2 separate regions of the Sus scrofa genome follow, and region 1 is linked to region 2. Evidence: chromatin contacts called from public Hi-C data. All regions are on one chromosome and are shown on one strand. Each heading gives the region's core, a stretch centred on a gene start, on an enhancer-like site or on the middle of the called end of the contact. The rest is flanking DNA. Distances are from core to core; before and after follow the strand shown.

Region 1 (4,599 bases), core at 544-3,043, 270 kb before region 2:
CTAAAGTTTCCACTTTTCCCAGTATAACCTGTTGAAAATGGAGTCCTGCACAAGAAATAAAGCTGGAATATCTTGTGGCAGGCTAGCTGTCCACGTTCATATAGTTACACCTTTGGTTGCTATTTCACCACTGATCAAAAAATAAAATTGCATTCTTTCAAAAGAAATATGGAATGACATGAAGAGAAGAAAGTCCATCCTATATTGCAAAGTGGGGAAAAATGAGTTACAGTGCGAATGTCAAATAAACTCTATTTTCGAATAAGCCACTCTATATGTAACATTTAAGTATATATGTTTGGATGTTTGCTTAATTATAAAGCGTGATTACCTCTGAGGAGTGAGATTAGGAAAGTGAGGAGAGCATTTCACTTTTTACATTATCCTTTTTATTTTATACACTTCTGTATTGTTTGGATTTTTTAAAATGAGCAGCAACTGCTATTTTGTAGTTAAAACAAAAACAACTGACAAAAAAACTACAGGGAGTAAGAAATTACTTGGAAGGGAATATGTTTAAATAATTCATTTGTCAATACTGCCTGTGTATTATTTTCTCTTGATAAATCAAAACTCCCCTGCTTTTCTCAGGAGGTTGCTTTAAAAAGGAAGGGTAAATGTTTCTAATTAAATGAACCGCTTAACCTTCCCACCTCCAGCCTAAATTCCTCGTTTTGGCTTTGTTGGTAACAAATGCTCCGTGCAGATTTTTAAGGTACATCAAGACATGTGGGTGTTCAACAGGGCATAGTCCATGGGGAGCCATGCTTTTTAACAGCTGGTTTATCAAATTGGTGTAGGTATGGAGATTTGCAACAACAGGTAGTGAAGTACCAGTATGGTTGCCAACTATACGGGGCACTGTGACATACACCTAAATGTCATGGAAGGGTGGCCCATCTGCTTTATTCGATGATCTGAATCTCTCTGCACTTTCTTGATTCTACCACAAAGTGAGAAAGAGAAATCAGTTGCTATTAATGTCTGTAATAACTTTTGCATTAGATACAAAGTGTGGGTTGTATTTTGTGTGGCCACAGGTGTGTGCAAAACCCACAACCAAAGAGAAATGCTGACTCTGATTTCCCTTTTCGGTTTTAACTCTCAAAGGCAGGGTTTACCAAACAGACCTTGTCCGCTTTTCGCAGCATTTATGGTAGAGACCCTCTTTTTGGGAACGTGGAGAGCACTGAAGCCAGAGAGACAAAAGGTCTCCGAGAGATGATTGCTCCGTGATAACCTCCCGGCGGGCAAACAATTCAAAACAGTTCTGCCAACTCGAAAATCTAGATTTGCAAATCAATGATTGCAAACTTTGTACTCTTGTTGGGTGGAGCATCTCAATGTCCAGTGATGTTTCAACCATCCAGTTTGTGGTATTTTGTTATAGCGGTCCCGGCCAACGGATACATTCTCTCCTCCGTGATACTGCTCATTCTCTGCAACAATCCTTAGTCATTCTTCTATAGAAGCAGAAAGTCTAATTACCTTTGCTGGAGTGTATGCCTAAGGCTGAGGCTGGTGGCAACTCCGTGACTCAGGAAAGCTAGGGGTGTTTCCTTGCCCCATAGGTCTTTGCATGAGGAGGAATTGAGACATTTTCACATTTTCACTCATTTAGGGGGGAGATCCGGCTTGTTGTAAAGTCAAGATCAGAGTTTTCAGACAGAGTCTAATTATCTTTCTAAAAAACTAACTTCTCATTTTCTCGGTTGGCAAGTGATTAGGCTGTGGAGTCTCTAGTTGGAAAATTGATCCCTGGGTCAAGTTCAAAGGATGAGTTGCTTTTTTTTTGGCTTTTATCAGTATCCTTATGGTGTCAGGTGGTTTTCAACTAAACAAACATGCGAGTAACGTCTTTGGTTGAGAGAAAGCTCTTCTAAAATAAGAGAGAGGAACACATTGGACACACAATGCTGTGCACAGAATAGGTGCCCAATAGCTATTTGTGGAGTTGGACTAGGTGAATTCAGCAGGGCTGTTATGAGCAACATTGTCATTAGAGAGTTAGAGAAGGTTTCTGGAAGGGTTTGGTCAGTTTTGGTTCATGTTGCAATGGCATTGGACTGAAACCATGTCTCTCGCTGGTCAAATTTATTAGCAACCAGGGATAGAGAATGTCCCTCACTTGCTCTTGGTGTTTTACTTCCATAAGCTTCTTTTGGTCATGCCGGAGGGTGCCATCTTGGAAAGTAAAGCATCTCATTGGAAACGGTGATGCTGGAGTTGCAGGGGTGGTGAGAACAAAGGGCTGCTCTGTGATAATGAGTAACTTTGATATTCTGTTTGAAGTTAAGTTGTGTTGTTTGAACTTTCCTGCCTCTGAACAAGGCATCGTATGCCAAGAATGGGTAACAGTTTCTGGATCACTGGGGACCAATTAGTCATGGATGGGTAGCAGTGGCACTGCTATTTGGTCTTCCTTCAGAATCTAAAACCACGTGCTGCTGGTAATGGACTCTCAGCTTAGTGTTTGCCCAGTGTTAGGACAGCCAGGTTGTCATTGCTTTTTACCCCCAGTGTCCATTCGGAGAAGTCTGTGATGATCGCAGAGGTTAGAGGTGATCGGTTGGGTCAGTCTACGTTTAGGAGAAACGTCCTCCATCCATGGTGTTGAACATTTTCAGGTGAAACTGAGGGAAGCCAATATCCTTCCAGACATTGATTGGTATATTAACAGAATTAGCTGCTTAGGTGAGTAGAAAAACACCTGGGACTCAGTGAAGTCACTGGTAACCATTAAATAACTATACATTTACTCAAATTGCTTTTTTCTTGGTTTGTCCCTGATTTCATTTTAAGTGACTCTTCATCTTCCTGCAATGGAATGATAGAGTTAGGGTGGATCTTGAGTCAACCTCTAGTCCAGTGTATCCCTTTGATTTCAGAAAAGGTCAAACTTCAAAATGTTATCTGCATGACTACTCTCTAGGCATCCAATTCTGTCACTGGCCAAGGCTTGCAATGTTAGGAGAGGTAAAATGAAAAGTCAGGACAAAAGTAGACATTCAAAGGAGCACAGTCTCTCCTATGGAGCAGACATACCCAAAACAATAAAACTGCTCATCAATGGAGATAAATGCTAACAAGTTAAAATAGTCCTGGGGGTTATAGCTTAGGGTGTTGGACATGGGAGAAAAAAAATTTCCTGTAAGAGATAGGTGTTCAAGACCTACTCATTCTAGATCTCAGCATCAGTACTTGGAGCAGGCCAGGAGAAGTCAGGTCTAGACATCTGGTCTCCCCAGAAGGTGTGCTAAATTTTTATGGTTTGGATAGGAAGAGTGTGGTCAGGAAGTCAGTTTCTTTAAGAACGGACATGTAAGGTCCTTAAATCCCAGAAGGCAGGCCAAGTGAAGAGGGTAAAGGATGGATAGGCAATTTTAGTTGCAAGTAGAGAGGTTTAGGTCTTTGGAGACGGAGAAGAACAGGTGATGCACGTTCAAGGCAAGAAGCTGGGTCAAGGTGGATTTGGCAGCAGGAATCAGTCACGTTGTGAGTTGGATGCCTGAAGAACATAGAGGGGGAATGGAGAATACATAATAGAGGCCAGCACGAGCAGGCACAAACCACAGTATTGAAATATCAGGATAAGGAGGCCCAGAAATTCAGTTCAGGGTGGAAGGATTGGTGGGGCAATACTGATGGTTACTGCAGCAATTTTACGATGAGACATGCCAAGCAGAGGCTGTCTGTTCTCCGTCCTTGGTATGAACAGACTGGCAGGGCTGTTTGGCAGCTAAAGCAAACCATAGAGCTGTGGGTGCTGGTGGCTATTAATTGCAGGAGGAACAGCGACGCGTTCTCACTTACACAGATGAAGGAAAAAATGCTTGTGTTCAGAAGACTGGCCACAGAGTGGTCTTGGTTGGAGAAGGGATTTTGTACAGGGAGAAACAAGAAGTTGGGTTGAAGGGCTGGCCTAGCAGGTAGGTATTTGGGTTTTAGGTGAGAGGCAAAACAGGTCCAAAATGGTTTTTGGAGGATGAGAGTGGCATCTGAGAAAGGTTAATTCAGGCTTGTGGGGAAGCTAACTTTGAGTCTGAAAAGCCAGAGGAGGGCTTGTCCAGCTCTGAGGTTTGAGAGTTTGTTTTTTCTTTTATCTCAAATGAGGGCATTGGTGAGGATGGTGGCTGTGGAAACTGTGAAGAAGCGGTGAAACTAGCAATTAGGTATTTCACTGGACACAAATGCTGCATATTGATGATGTAACGAGCAAGGGGTTGTGGTTAGAATGGTGTTCATATAAGAATGGGTGTGGAAGGACCAGGAATCCCTCTGGTAAACAGAGGCCAGAATGATTAACTCAGAGGAAATGGGTGACATTTCTCTAAATACATAGCAGGTTTTGCAAAACCTGGAAATCCACCTCTTGGCATCCAAATCTTCAAGGCAGAGTTTGTTGCTGGACTAATTTTTAAAAGCAGTTTTCACTTCCCTCCAAAAATCACAGCCAGCCATTGTTCCTGAATTGTACCCTTTTTGTCACTCAAGTCCCCATTTTTTCGTTTTGAGCACAGTGTAGAGTGTAGAAAAGCAAATACAACCCTGGCACCTGTACATTGCTGAGAAAAGCCTGGTCACTTTCTTTTCTTTTCT
Region 2 (4,485 bases), core at 913-3,412:
GGATTCGAGTCTTAACCACTTTCTTCTCAAGTAATCTGCTTTGAGATACAGCCATTCAAATTCTGTCTCTTGCAGGATATATCACTTACAATTTGCCGTCTTCAGCATTTCATTCCTTATGGCAAAGGGTTGTATGTGTAAATCTCTTGATCATACAAATATTGATGGAGTCACTGCATATCAGAGCCTGTGCTGACAGATTTTTGTGGCATCAAAGATAACGGAAGCTCTTTAAATACAACTAAACCTGACACTATTGATATTAAACAGCATCTTAATTTGTAATTTTTTTCTAACTTCTGTTGTAAGTTTTTTTCGGGATAGCTAAATTGAATGTCTTATGTTGATCCCCTGGGTTTTTTGTTTCCATCTATCAAGATCCATTTATACAAAAGAGCCTACCGGGTAGCTCTACATTTTGTAAGATTTTTTTTTTTTAAATATACAAGTGCAGGTTTGACCTGTACACTCTCATTAGAGCTCTTTATTTCCCATGTGGAGGGATAGATACCTAAGGGCTTCTGAAAAACAGGCATTCATGTCGCTAGAAGAGAAACTTCCATGAGCAAATGTTCTTTCCAGATCTGTTTCTCCCACCCTGACATAAGTACAGATGGACTGCATTGGAGGTAGGTAAGGAGCAGAAGGAGGTTTCCCCTCAAGGCCGTTTTGAGGTGCTCTGAACACCAGATTGGTGTGATCAGAGGAGTTCATCCTCCAGGCTGTTGAGTCTCACTGTGGGAGCCATGGGCTGATCTGCTTGGTAAACTACTCCTGATCTATGCCTGAAGCTGTGCTTCTTTTACAAATAAATCTTGGAGTTTCCTGGTGGTGCAGTGGCTTAAGGATCTGGCATTGTCATTGCTGTGGCTCTAGTTGCAGCTCTGGCTCAGGTTCAATCCCGGGTCCAGGAGCTGCCTCATGCCGTGAGCATGGCCAAAAAATAAATAAGTAAAATAAAAATAAATCTCATTCTTCTAAACCCCCAGAATCTCACAGCCTCAGTAGCACCTAATGGATTTAGACTAATTTTGTCTTATTGTAATAAGATTACCTCCAGATTTTTAGTAATCACCCCATTGCTGACACCATTGATTCATCAGTTCCTTCTGAAATTGAACTAAATGCACTTGGCTGATTGGCTCCTTGAAGTTAGTGTAGGATATTTCAGCAGGGCTTTGAAAATGAAGCCCCGACGCCAATGTGTAATGATCTCAGTGGACAGTAATGCGTTCCTTTGTGTCAGGCAGGTGACAGATGTCTGCTAACCTTCCAAGTCCACATAGATTTGTACCTGATCTTATGGTGACAGATCATCTGTTTGTGGGGCAAGTATTTTCACCTTGTGACAGTGCTCCTGAGGGACCCTCAGATACCACATGATCCACTCGTCAGTTCCCTGCAGGCAACATTCTAGTGATTTACTGGAAAGAACATCATGGCCATCAAATGACATACTTTTTATTTATTCCACAAAGAATGGATTGGCCAAAGTGTTTAGACCTGGTGAGTTTTTCCCATTGAAAGAGGAGCAAGTTATTCTTATGGAGACATCTACATGAAGTTCTTCTAGATTCTTCTAACACTGCTTAGAACGTTGCAGCTTCACTGCGATGGTTATTCCCTTAAGAGCCCTCAAAGTTGAGACTCACACCAGCCAATACGAAGCACTTCTGTTTGCAGGGAAGGTGAGCCCCCGGGGTCCTGCTGTCATACCGTCTCAATGATTTATAATTAAATATGCTCGGTCCACATCCTCTAAAGGAAAACACACACACACACACACACACACACACACACACACACACAGTGAGAACTGAATTGAGAGCTGGGGGATCTGCACCTTGGCTGAGGGCTGGATCTGCAGTTCCTAATGTACCCGGAAGTGCCAGCATTGTGATGAGGCCAGGTAATAACTGCTGCTTAGAAATAACAGAATTTCCAGTGAGAAGAGGCTGAAAAGAACACACTCTCGCTGGAAGAGTTAAGAAGAAGCTCCTCGTGGGAAAATGTGGGAGACTGTTGAAAAGGGATGAGAAGAGAGAATTGTCAAGGCTCCACTTTGGCAGTTTCTGAACTGAACTTTTGCTCACAGCGGGTGGACACAGGCTCCCTCCCACACTGAGATGCCCCCCCGCCGCTGTGCAGTCTGTTAAGTAAACAGAGACTTTATACTGAGAAAGGAACATTTCTCTATTTTGGCTAGGAGTGGTTATTTTTAAAGCTTCATCCTCCAAACATGTCCCCCTATCCTTGTTTATTTTTTCACTAGAAAGAAAATGTGCCACTTTAAAAAAAATTCGACTTTAGGACAAGAAAAGCTCACTTCTAGATGAAGGCCACTTCTAGTTTAAGGCTCACTTCTGCTTAAGGCCAACTCACCTTTTGGTGTGACCACCAACTCACGTCCCCGAGGAGCAATGCAGCTTGTAAAGATTCCTCTCTCCTCATGTAGAGCTTCCATGCACCCGAATTCGACAAAGTGAAATGCATTGTGGCAGCTGTTTTCTGGACACTTCAGGTTAAAAGGACAACCTGTCCCCCATCTATGGATCTATCTACTTATCAACATGTCTGTAGCTAAGACTGAAATACGGCTCCTACGGTGGGCTCCGTACCATTTTAAGCACTTTACCTTAAAACTCATTCACCCCTTTACCTGAGAATTCGGTGACAGTTGCTTCAATAGGGATGTGAGTTAAATTTGGGGAGACTGATATTAGATGTAAGAGATTTTCTTTCTAGACCTTTTCTGAGGAATGTATCCTATTGTATTGCAACTATCTTTTGTCTTGTCTTGCCGCTGTTCTGGATCTATTTATTTATTATTGAAATACAATCGGTTTCCAATGTTGTGTTGGTTGCTGGTATACAGCAAAGTGAATCAGTTACATGTACATATCCTCTTTCGAATTCTTTTCCATTGTCGATCATTACGGGGTATTGAGTATAGTTCCCTGGGCTATACCGTAGGACCTTGCTGTTTACCTCTTTTATATATACTCGTGTGTATCTGCTAATCCCAAACTCCTGATATAAAACCCGCCATGTCTTTAAACAAGGTCCATAGTTTTCTTCTCTGTTCTCAGATGTTAATGCAAAACCTGGTATATGATGGTTCCTCAATAAATCTTTTTTAGTGAATTAAAGCAGAGCAAGGAAAGAAGACAGAGAAAATCTTATTGTTGGGATACTTTCTGTTGGTTGGTAGGCAGTATGGTTTGACTTAAGTCTGAGTCCTAATTCCTTCATTTGGAAAACTGGAAAAATAATATTCGCCTTAGATGGCAGTTGTAAGAAGTAAATGAATTTATCAAAAGCATCTATCATATTGTAAGTGTGAAAAAAAGATGGTTTATTCCATAAATGATGTTAAGAAAACTAATTAGCTACCTGGAAAAAACACTAAGCTAAATCCCTGTCTCACATCTTACACCAAAGTAAATCGCAAATGACGATTGCACAACTCTGTAAATACACTGAAATCTGTTGAATTGTATGCATTAAATGGGTGAATGATATGGCATGTTATTATATCTCATTAAAGTTGTTATAAAAATAAATAAATCCCGGAAGATCAAAGATTTAAACATAAAAACTATATTAGAAGGAAACCTAAGACAGTTTTTTTGTTTGTTTGTTTGTTTGTTTGTTTGTTTTGGTCTTCTTAGGGCCACACACATGGCACACAGAAGTTCCCAGGGTAAGAGTTGAATCGGAGCTGTAGCTGCTGGCCTATGCCACAGCCACAGCAATGCAGGATCTGCACCAAGTCTGTGACCTACACCACAGCTCACAGCTACGCCTGATCCTTAACCCACTGAGCGAGGCCAGGGATCAAACTTGTGTGTTCATGGATCCTAGTCAGATTTGTTTCTGCTGAGCCACCATGGGAACTCCTAAGACAGTTTTTTTTTTTTTTTTTTTTAAAGGACAATTTTTTATATGTTGTTGGGAGGGAGAATGACCTTTGTAAGCAAGACATGATATTCTAAAGTCATAAAGGAAGGTTTGATAAATTTGCTTATGTAACAATTAAATGTTTTGCAGAAGAAAATACCAGCAATAAAATCAAAAGAAAAATATGACAAATAATGAGAAAATAATTAAAAGCACATAGAACAAAATACTAATTACTATAATATATAAAGAGCTCTTAATAATCAATGTGAAACAAACCAACAACCCAACAGAAAATATGGGCAAAGGACAAAAGCAGACAGCTCAGAGAAAAAGCTCATAGCAATATATTCTCCTACCAACAGCCTAATGATACAAGCTCTTTAGAAGCAGTATCTGAACTCTTTGTCCAAATTAAAAGTATATGAGTCCTCTGGTTTAGGAATTTGGCTTTAGGAATTTATTCTATAGCTGTCTATACATGTGTCCAAAGACAAACATAAGTATAGTCATTGCATGAAATGTTTGTAACAGAAAAATACTTGAAAGCAAACTAAATGTCAACTGACAAAGAAGTGGTTAAAG

What was found. A called contact is a pair of places that touch in the nucleus more often than the background predicts.
Region 1: a Hi-C map of liver shows a contact between it and region 2, with 6 times the contacts expected there. The contact joins two enhancer-like sites. A contact is called at or near these places in 1 of 47 Hi-C or Micro-C datasets (liver) and 1 of 2 datasets of contacts at active chromatin or transcription factors (skeletal muscle).

The regions. Positions count from the first base shown.
Region 1 is chr1:14,518,460-14,523,058 of Sscrofa11.1, reverse strand. It overlaps a transcript of ESR1 not described here. Among named protein-coding and RNA genes, the nearest start is that of ESR1, 30 kb to the right of the region's middle. Within about 2 kb of position 1,793, at least 2 of the 83 cell types and tissues checked have an H3K27ac peak or open chromatin away from gene starts, as enhancers often do. A contact at or near this core is called in liver, where this site is marked.
Region 2 is chr1:14,253,873-14,258,357 of Sscrofa11.1, reverse strand. All of the region lies in intron 5 of ESR1 (estrogen receptor 1), which reads left to right. Among named protein-coding and RNA genes, the nearest start is that of ESR1, 240 kb to the left of the region's middle. Within about 2 kb of position 2,162, at least 3 of the 83 cell types and tissues checked have an H3K27ac peak or open chromatin away from gene starts, as enhancers often do. A contact at or near this core is called in liver, where this site is marked.